2 separate regions of the Anas platyrhynchos genome follow, and region 1 is linked to region 2. The links are chromatin contacts, called in public Hi-C maps. All regions are on one chromosome and are shown on one strand. The core of a region is the stretch at or near the end of the contact, and the rest is flanking DNA. Distances in the headings are between cores, read along the strand shown. Region 1 holds the start of BHLHE41 (basic helix-loop-helix family member e41). Region 2 overlaps ITPR2 (inositol 1,4,5-trisphosphate receptor type 2).

Region 1 (4,841 bases), core at 550-3,049, 180 kb before region 2:
CCCAGCAGCGCGGCCTCGGGTCTCACCAGCGCCGCCGCCGCGGCCTCGGCGCCCCTCGCAGCCAGCCCCGGTGGGACGGGCAGGGGGCTGCCGCCGCGGTCCGGCTTCAGGCGCTTGGGCGCGGGGGGCGCCTCGTCCCCCGACGGCTCCTGCTTGATGGCCAGGCCAGGCAGCGCCCCCGGCGCCCCCGCAGCCGGGGCTTGGCCCCGCTCGCAGCGCCCCTCGGCCTCGCCGCCGTAGCCGCTGTCCGTGTCCGTGTCGGTCTCGGCGCTGAGCTCGGCGGCGTGAGTCCGCTGGATGACGGGCACGCAGTTAGCCTGGCCCTCCGGCTTGTGGCAGGGGGGGGCGGGCGGGGAGGAAGAAGAGGAGGAGGATCCCTTGGTGAGGGGGCCCGGCGGCGGGGACAGGAGCTGGGGGCCGGCGAGGAACTGCGAGGAGATGGAGTGCAGGTGGCCGAGGAGCTGGGCGCATCGCTGCTCGCGGGGGGTCCAGCTCTCGAAGCGGGAGAGGTACTGCAGCACTTCCTTGGCGCACGTCTGGAAGCCCGAGTGGAAAGCATCCAGGTCGGCCTGCACGGGAGACTTCATGGACCGCTCCCCTGCGGGGAAAGCCGAGAGGGGATGGTGTTTGCTCGTCCTGAGCCGCCCGGCTCTGCGCCTCCCCCCAGGGCCCACTTACCGCTCTGCAAGGCGACGATCTTCTGGTGCTGCTGCTCCGTCAAGGCTGTCAGCGCCTTCAGGTGTTTCAAAGTCAGCTCCAGCACCACTGCTTTCTCCAGGTGTCCCAGCGTCTGCAGGGACAGAGGGGGGAGGCGTCGGCTCGACAGCCTGTGGTGTGCCCATGGCTCAGGGACGGCGGCCCCCGAGCTGAGGGTCGGGGTGCCCGCACCCCACCCGCACCCCACGCAGGGGCAGTCCCACTTCTCACCGTCAGCTTCAGATGCTCGGGCAGCAGGTCCTTCAGCTGGGCGATGCACTCGTTAATCCTGTCTCGCCTCTTCTTCTCTATCAGCCTGTGCGGCAGCTTGTATGTCTCCTAGGGAGCAAAACCCGGAGAAGCCGGGCGGTAGGGGCACGCCGACCGAAAGCAAAACAAGTGTCACGCCGGCCTCCGCCGCCCCCCCAGGGACAGTGGCAAGCGCCGGCGGCGGGGATGCTCCGGGGGGCGAAGCCGCGCCGAGAAATTCGGGCAGCCCCGGAAAACTTCCTCTTACCTTGCTCTCGTCCCTCTTCATGCCTCTTTTGGGCTTGCACATGTACAGGGACGGATAGTCCAGCCTGCAGAAAAACACAAAGGTCCTGCGGCGGCGGCGGGAGCCAGAGACCCCGACCGGGCGAGCGGAGCCGGGCACGGCGGCCAGCTCTGCCCCCGGCGCCCTGCAGCGCGTCCCGCGGGAGCCGCGCCGAGCCGAGCCGAGCCGGGAGGCAGCGTGCCGGCGCCTTACCCCAGAAAATCCCTGTGCTCCAGGAGCTGCCGCTCCGGCAGGCGGGGGATTCCTTCGTCCATGGCTGGCGGCGGCCTCTGTCTCGTCGCTGCTCTCGGTCGAAGCCGTGGGATGCTGCGAGCGGTCCCTGCAGATCCGCGGGTGGCTCTGTGCACATGCAGCCTCCGGCCCCGCTCTCCCGTGCAGCGGCCAAAGTATGCGATAGCACGGCTCGGCTCGGCTCGGCTCGGCGCGGCGCGGCTCTGCCCCCCCCGCTGCCTCCGCCGCTCCCCTTGCCCGCCTCGCTCCCGCTGGCCGCTCACACGCCCGCCGCGCCGCGCCGAGCCCAGCCTGCCCGCGGGGCACGCGCGCCGCCAGCCAGCCCCGCACCCGGCTCACGTGCGGCGCGCGCCGGGCGGGCGGGGAGGCGGGGCCTGGGGCGGGGCCCGGGGAAGGGGGGGCGGGGAGGGGGGAGCCCCCGGCGGGCTGCGGAGGGGAGGGGACGGGGAGGGTCCCCGCCGCCGGCCCCTGGGGCCGCCCTGCGAGAGGCCGGCTTCCCCTGCGTACCTCTGCCGCCGCGCTTCGGCCCTGCGTTTTGATGTTTTAATGTTTTTTTTTTGTTGTTTTTTTTGTTTTTTTTTTTTGTTTTTTTTTTTAAATTTTGGAGGGTTTTGTTTTTATTGCATTATTTTATTTTATCGCATTATTTTATTGCATTGCATTGTTTTCTTGCATTATTTTATTTTGTAATTTTATTTTATTTTATTATTTTTACTTCCTTTTATTTCATTTTTTATTATTTACACTTCTGTTATTTTCCCTTTTCTTTTCAAGCGTGCCTTTCCCCTGTTCCCATCGCTGCTGCCATCCCCCCCCCGCCGCACATAATCCCTCCTCACGCCGCGCACAGGGCCGCCAACGTGACCCGACCTCCCACCGCCGCCGCCCCGCGCCCCCCCCGGTGCCCGTGTGCTCGTGTCGCTGCCCCCCGTGCCCCCCGCTCCCCCCGGCCGTGCCGCAACGTGCGGGGCCCGGGCCGTGCGGGGGGGCGGCGGGCGGGGAGGTGCCCGCCGGGAAATGGCAGCAGCACGCACGCAGGCAGACAGACAGACGGGCAGACAGACAGAGGGGGTGACACACGGGCACACGCACGCGTGACTCGTGATTTTTTCACGCAGGGGCTGCACGAGGGGCCGGGAGCGGGGAGGGCTCCGCAGAGGGGCCGCAGGCTGCAGCCTCTTCTCCCGGCCGGGAAGCAAGCGGCACTGCAGGCTGGTGCAGCTCCTTCCCCGGCAGCCTAATGGCATTTTCACGTTGCCAGTGCCACGAAAACGGGCTAAAAATAAACTGGGCGCCGCACGCCTGGAGGTGTTTGGGGGGAGAGGTCCGAGCCGCTGCCGCTGGGAGGGGGGGGAGAGCTGCGGCCCAGATCCCTCGGGATGGGGAATTTTGGGGCTGGGGAAGGAGGGGGGAGCTTGTGGGGTGCCTGCTTTCCCTAACTGATACAAGGGATCAGGGGGGAGCACTTCTGGAGCACCTCCTCGTGGAACACCTGGAGCATCTCTGCCAGCTTCATCCTCTCTGGGACAACCTGCAAATGTTCAAATTACGGCAACAACGTCCGGAGCGAGACTTAGCTTTCAGGAGGAGAAATCCTGATTGTGGGATTCCTCTAAAACCGGGTGGGAATGGAAATTGAAAATGATCAAAAGATGCAAAACATGATCTGAGACAGCTGGAGGCCTTGCAAGAGAAGTTCAAGCAACATCTGGAAACTTCTAAGAGAGGTTTATAAGAGGTCACCTGCAGACGAGGATAAAAGGCTTCAGTGTCTAGGGAGAGTGCAAAATTCTCCTGGAAGAGTCCCAGTTTAAAATGGCAAGAGGGATCAAAGAGGTGATCAGCAGCATGACCATCACAGAAAAGAATGTTTTTCAGAAAATAAGCGGCAGAAAAAAAGCTTTGACCAATTTACAAGCTGAGATGAACCACAGCAAAGAGTTAAGAAGCTGAAAAATCACTCGGAAAAGGAAATCAGAGGTTTGCAGGTCACCACAGGGCAAAAACAGCCTCCTGCTGAAGACAAGGGCTAGCTAGAGAACCGCTGATCCCAAATGCTCGCCACCATTTTCAGCCTAGGAGGAAGGAATCAGAGTGCCTGTCCCAGCTGAGTCATTGCAAAAGCTGCCCTCTGAGGAGACTCCATTTCGGAGGTTTATTCAAGTCAGTCAATAACCACAGTGTAAGGGAATGAATGCCTTCGAGATACAGTGCCTAGGAGCACCGTATTCATGAAGGAATTAACAAGGACTTTTGGGGTAAATTGGACATCAGCCTATGCGTAGATTTTCACTTTTGGGATGACCAAATGGAGACCAGGGAAAAAATCAAAATGAGAGCAGACGAAAACTGGGTCAAAAAAGAGGTCTGGCTGTCCTGGTGTCCATCAGGAGATGCCTAGGGAGGAGCGACTGAGCAGTGTCTGCGTGCAAGGAAAGCTCCCCAGCCCTGTCCCCCAGGTCCCAGGGGCCCACGGTGTAGAGACTTCCTGAGCCAGAAGCGATATCTCTTAATGTGTTTAATGGGAAGCCAAAGACACTGTGAGAAGCAGAGGAGTTTGCCAAGGTGCTTAAATCATTGGTTGCAGCAGAGCATGAGGCCAGGAAGCAGACACTGGTGAGAGGTTGGTCAGTCACCGGCAGGCCTGTCAGCGAAGCTAGTAACGAGAGGAAGGAGAGAACTTTCCATTTCAGACTGCCATGCATACCTGAAGAATGTAAAACGAGGGAGACGGCAGCCATGCAGATACACAGCTGAATTCTGAAGCAGAAATAAAACAACCTGACTGAGGGCAGGTGGTGGGCTGGGAGGAGGCACAAGGTGCAGCAAGGCCTCTGCAGCACTGGGTGAGAGCAGGACGCCCAGCCAGCTGCGGCAATGGGGTTACAGCCAGCCTGGAGGGGCAGCGATCAGGGCCCACTACTTTTCAAAACCAATTCAAAACAAAACAAAACAAACTACATGAGGGAGGTTGGTCACTGAGGCAGTCCTAGGTCATGGAACCCCATGGCCTGGGTGATATTAGAAACGGCCCAAACTCTACCAGACCAGGCAAGCTGGAGTGGTATTTGGGCTACCACTGACCAAGCTGATCAGCTCAAGAGGAATGGTGGTGACAGGAGAGCACAGACACATCCAAACCTGGGAAAGTCAGATCAACGAAACAGAGGCACTGGAGCAGAAAGTCAGGTGTGATAGGGGGCAGGCCAGTCCTCAGAACCGTGTGGGTGTAACTGCATGATAAACACCAGGAACTGTGCTGTCAGTTTGGAAATTCCCTTTAAAGATGTGTCTCAAGTGAAGCAAACTGTTTGCAGGTAGCTGGGCTGCAGTTAAAAGCTGCCCTGCCTCCTGGGGC
Region 2 (5,328 bases), core at 475-2,974:
CTCATTAAATCAACTCAGTATCCACTCGTTAGCAAACACATCTATACACTCCGGATTTAAGACTTGCTGGCTAGCAGAAATGTAGCATATGATATTTGTTGCAGTATAATTTGTATTATTTTATTCCAATTTGTGTAAAATGATCTTTATGTAGCTGCAGCATGCCTCCCTCTGTCTTTTAATAGTGATAGATTATCCACAAAGGCTGTTAGTTTTAAAAAAGAAGGGAAAGTCAAAGATGACTTTTCAGCTCCTTGCAGGACAGGGTTATGTAACTACACATCACAATGTATATTTAAACATCAGTATGTTAACTGCGTATACAGAGATGAGGTGAAAAGACAGTGGAATAGAAATAGAAAAGCGTAGAAAAATCTTCACTAAACATCAGAAATATATAATTTGTAATGCTTATTAATAATAAAAAAGTGACTCTAACAATATCTTCCTCTTGAAAATATAATAAATACAAGATAATAGAGCATGTATCATATAAAGTGGTATTATTTGCTGAATATTCCCCAAATGCACAACCAGTATACCTGATCTTATCAAGCAACATTGGATTTTGTTGCAAGTACAGCTGTATAAATGACTATTTTCTTACTATATTGGTGGCAGGGGAAATGTTTAAGAAGAAAATGTTTTGACTACTACAAAGACTGCCTGTAAACAGTATATTCTGGCCCTAAGAAAGCAGAGAAGATTTAATGCAGCTTAAAATTTCAGAGGGTTTGGTTTCTTCTCAGTTCCTGGGCAACAATATTCTTTTCGAGGATAAGACAATGAACATTAGCTTCTAGCAGAAGGGGAACGATGGATTAGAAAAAGGTATTTTGGAGAAATGGTGGGGTGAATGTTGCAGAGTGGTAGATGGGGGAAATCACTTCTCTGCCCTTCAGTTCTGTTATGTCAATTTGTTCTTTGGCTGCTTATTAATGAAAACTGTTGCTATAATTTTAAGCTGCTCCAGTTCCTCCCAGTTGTTTTCGTTTTTTTTTTCTCCCCCCAGCCACAGGACCCTCTTTTTGCAGAGGACTGAGTAAAAGGCAAGAGGTTTATGGCAAGAACATTTGCAACTTCCTACAGACACCCCTGTGTAACACCACTAGGGAGTCTCACATACAAAAAAAATTATGAAAAGTAATAACAGGCCACCTGCATGCACAAACTTTGGTGTATACAAACCAGCAGGCTTTGCCAAAACTGTCAGCCTCTTGACAACCAACCTGTCAGTCACACTGAAACCTGAAGAGTCTGCTCTGCTGCCTGTGAAGCTGCTTTTAGAGGCAAACAAGACAAGGACCGAAGCCCTCTGCGAAGCAGCAACAAAACCTTTTTCTGTGATCTCTTGGCAGTGGCAGGGCAGGGGAGAATGAGGAGAGATCGTTGTTTGTTTCCTTTTGTTGCTGCTGTTGTTGTTGCTGCTCGAGCCAGGTTACATAATGCTTAATTTCAGGCTCTTTTTGGTGGCATGATGATGTATACGCAATGCAAATACCCTTGCTGGAATTACAGGAGCAATTTATCAATTCATGTGCGGCTAATCAACCCATTTGCTTTCTAGTGTGCAACAGCAAAAGCTTATCTCATGCAGACTCACGATCGTTCGGCACAACCTAATTGAATTTCAGGGCCAAGAGCGTTGCACGACACGTGACGGGCTCTGCCGGCACGCGGTGCCAGACACTGCAGGCGTTACATAATCACGCGCGGCTGCTGGCTGGGGAGGACGGCGCTCTGCCTCGCCTCATCGGCTTGGCGGCTGGCCTCTCCTGCCATCATGCCCCGCAGCCCCAGCCTGCGTGCCCCGCTCACATGGACACTCACATGTGTCGGGGACCTTTTGCAGCGGCACGGGAGAACGGGACCGCTCCCCTCTGCCAGCCAAAACGCTTCATTAAATCGCTCACGAGGCGGAGGAGATTAGAGTGGGTGAAGACACGCACAACACCTAAGGTAAAAGCTGTCTCCTCACACTGACTGCCCCACGCTGGGGGGCCACGGGAGCTGGCCTCCCTGCCTAACTGAGGGTGCTCCTGGGGGAGCACAGGCTGTGGTACTGCTGCTCGGAGAGCAGCCACCCGTGTGTTCCTCGGGCACCTGCTGCTCACCACGGGGGTGTGGGGCCTGGCAAGCCCCGGAGATGGGGGTTACTCAACTGACTATGCCTTTCCCCCTCACCCCAAGGTGCACAGAGGCCAGAGGCCGTGTCCCTGCTCCTTCCTGGCCCACTTGAGAGTCTCCCACCTTGTGCCCTAAGCAGCCCCTGAGCACGTGCAGGGAGGTAACTGCCCTCTTGTGCCTAGCACGTACTGATCACGCCAGGTATGACTCACCTGAAGGGATTTTCCATAGACAAGGCAGGCATTATTTAGTAATGGATATATATTAACTGCTGCGGATAAAAGCACACTCCTCCCCGTGTCACAGGCAGGGGCTAGATGCACTTCAGGCAATGGGATTCCTACCAGTTTCACCATCTGCAGATCTGCATCGCCAAATACAAAAGCCGCAGGTCACAGCTGAGCGCTGGGAGCAGCACACAGTTAACATGCATCACAACTTGCACCGGCCTCATACTGACATCCAACTTACTGAGCTGCAAGCTGCCAGCTATCCCATGCATACTCATCTTCAGTGCCTGTACACCGTGAGGCGCTCTGTAATGAACAGTGCTTTGTCCACATCTCTTTGTTTTGTCTTTCTCTGGACTGTAGGTTTCTGGAGCCACCTTGACCCAAAATTATTCCTTCAGGAGAAAGGGCATTGCAACTGCAGCTAGCCAGCGCAGCAGAATGAGTCTTTGAAGTCTGTACGACTCGAGAAATGACTCCTTTCATGTATGCCAACATTTCAGCAAATAAAAAAGGCATGCTTTTTCCCAATAAAAGCCAACTTCAGAACAATAATTTATGCAAATAATCCAAAGCCAAGCTTACTAAATCAGTGTTTGTTAAGACTTCATACTATTTGTTCAACAAATCTTTCATTCACAAAGCCCATGAGCACACTGTTTGCTTGATTTAAGGCAGAGAAAATGGGCACCAAGCCAACTGCTAGGTTCTGCACTGTCATACACAAAGTCTGGTTCTACTTTCAGAGAGACCTTTGAAGGTGAGTCATTTGGTCCTCTGGAGACGAGCCCAAAACAGGAGATGGCTTATGATACTTGAAAGTACCTTCCGCTGCCCTGCCACGTTCCACCACAGCGATACACTGCAAGGACTGCAGGGACTGGGCAACAGACTCATGGCAAAAAGTGACAACATATTCAAGTAGCCAGCCTGTCAGAGGGGAGATCAGTTCCCTTACCTTGTCCTTCAGCAACCCATCTCACAGCACAAAAATCTAGAATGAAGTCAGTCTGGGCACAAACACACAGTGTCTACCAAGTCAGAAACAAGCTTTAGTGCAATATATATATTCACCAACTTCAGAAAAAATAAGACAGTTTCCCCACGGTGGCTCTTGCTCAAGTCAGATGGGCACTGTAATTTGTTTTAGCTGCACATGTGCTTTTCTAGCAAGAACGTGTCTGAAAGAGCCCCTTTGTGCACAGCTGCAGCTGCCCAGGGGCTGGTTTGCCACCTCCTGTGGCTTTGGAGGCCCCTACTGGAAGACAGAGATGTACGTGCACTGTGCAGTCTGAGGCATTAAAGTAGCTCCTTTTCATTCAGCAAAGCTGTAGCGTGAAATTAATAGTTTGGAATCGTGCAGAGGGCTTGAGAAAATGCATTTAATTTACTCTGATTTTATTACCTCACGGTTCTTGAGTGGGGCAGTCAAAGCACTGAATTTAAGACGCAGAAACGTCTAAAACTAGCCATAAACTATAGGTTAGTTCAAAAGAAAACATCATCCCAGCAACACTTCCTTTCCTGCTCTCAAATAAAGTCTGTCTTCAGCTAAAAATCAGAATGAAAGAGAAAAGGAAGAAGTGTGTAGAGAAATAGGAATGATAGAGAGGGTTTAAGAAATCAAGTGAACTATTTCTTCCAGTTTCAAATCCTTTAGTGTTTAAAAATTAGTTTAAATACATGTTGAATTAACAGATGTATCAACTAGTTAACTTGTCTGACTAGTTTTTGTTGTTGTTTTTTTTTTTTGTTGTTGTTGTTGTTTTGTTTGTTTTGTTCTGTTTTTTGTTTGTTTTTTTTTAAAAAAAGGAAGTACAAACCCCTGCATTTAGATTACCTGGTATGCTAGAATTTGCTACTGAGTTAAAACAAGCTCTTTCAGTATCACAGGTATGGAAATCATCTGTTTATATAAACAGCTTCACTTAAGTCAAGAGCCTATCTGCAGATCACTCTCCAGAGGGCCAGCCCTTCCAACTAACCTCCCAGTACATCAGTTAAGACCCCAGAAGGAGCCAGTTCATCTGCCTCCTCCTAATCCTAGCTCAACACATGTGCTCTGCACACTAAAATGCAGCCAGCTCTGCTCTCATTTGACTCCCTTTCCTTTGGCTGCATGGCATAGCAGGTTATTTGCACACACATACAGAAATAGGTAGCACTCTGCCCAGATTTCTGCAATACAAATTACTTGTTTCTGACTAAGCACACCACAGACCAAAGCAGTCCCTTAAACTTGTTACTTTTGCTGTTGTTGTTTTTTTTTTCTCTTCATGCAGACATTTCCACACAAGGCAGTAGAATAAAAATGCAAGATCAAATAGCAAAACCTGAGTTTTTCCTATATATGATGTTATTCACTGTAAGAATACTTCAATGTGAAGAAAAAAAAAAAAGTACAGCTTAAACCATTCAACTTCCATTTGTGAAATGGGCCTTCTGGGTCCTTATAGTCAGTTTTGTTGTCAGAATTAAAATTACTATTTGACCAAAATGCTAACAACAACAAGGGCAAATTTAATAAAGACTGTGATATAACAACAACAATCCTCTGTGTTACCCCAGATAAAATTCACTGGCCATCACCCACTTCGCTGCTAGCAGTGAATTACCACTGTTATTTCCTCTGCCTCACAAAAGCAACCCAGTTAACATGAGTTTCTTCACAAAAATCATGAAAAGGCTGCTTATTCTCTGTTCTTCAGTAACATTTACAGCCACTTTGAGAAACCTGCCCTAGCCAGTATAAGAGGAAGAATTTCACAACTATGTCCAGCATTTGTATAAATGCAAAGATTTTCATTTTTAGATAGCCACAGTCAAACTTTGTATATTTAAAGAGTTTGATTTTCAAAAGGGCTAAACTAAACCCAGTAGAGTGGCCTGGAGGAAGCCTAGAGCTGAGAACTTCTCGTTTCTTGTAGCTGAGAAAATTCCTGGTTCAAGCAAGGTTTAATGCTTTCTTAAG

The links. A called contact is a pair of places that touch in the nucleus more often than the background predicts.
Region 1: a contact with region 2 is called in a Hi-C map of subcutaneous adipose tissue, with 3 times the contacts expected there. The contact joins the promoter of BHLHE41 here to the enhancer-like site in region 2. A contact is called at or near these places in 4 of 8 Hi-C or Micro-C datasets (F5 follicle, liver, skeletal muscle and 1 more).

Annotation. Positions count from the first base shown.
Region 1 is chr1:75,349,527-75,354,367 of IASCAAS_PekinDuck_T2T, reverse strand. It overlaps BHLHE41 (basic helix-loop-helix family member e41), which reads right to left and starts at 1,799. Exons shown (of 5, transcript XM_027450016.3): 1 at 1,445-1,799; 2 at 1,214-1,277; 3 at 928-1,035; 4 at 679-790; 5 at 1-598. The coding sequence starts at 1,506.
Region 2 is chr1:75,167,122-75,172,449 of IASCAAS_PekinDuck_T2T, reverse strand. All of the region lies in intron 37 of ITPR2 (inositol 1,4,5-trisphosphate receptor type 2), which reads right to left. Among named protein-coding and RNA genes, the nearest start is that of SSPN, 160 kb to the left of the region's middle. Within about 2 kb of position 1,724, at least 5 of the 8 cell types and tissues checked have an H3K27ac peak or open chromatin away from gene starts, as enhancers often do. A contact at or near this core is called in F5 follicle and subcutaneous adipose tissue, where this site is marked.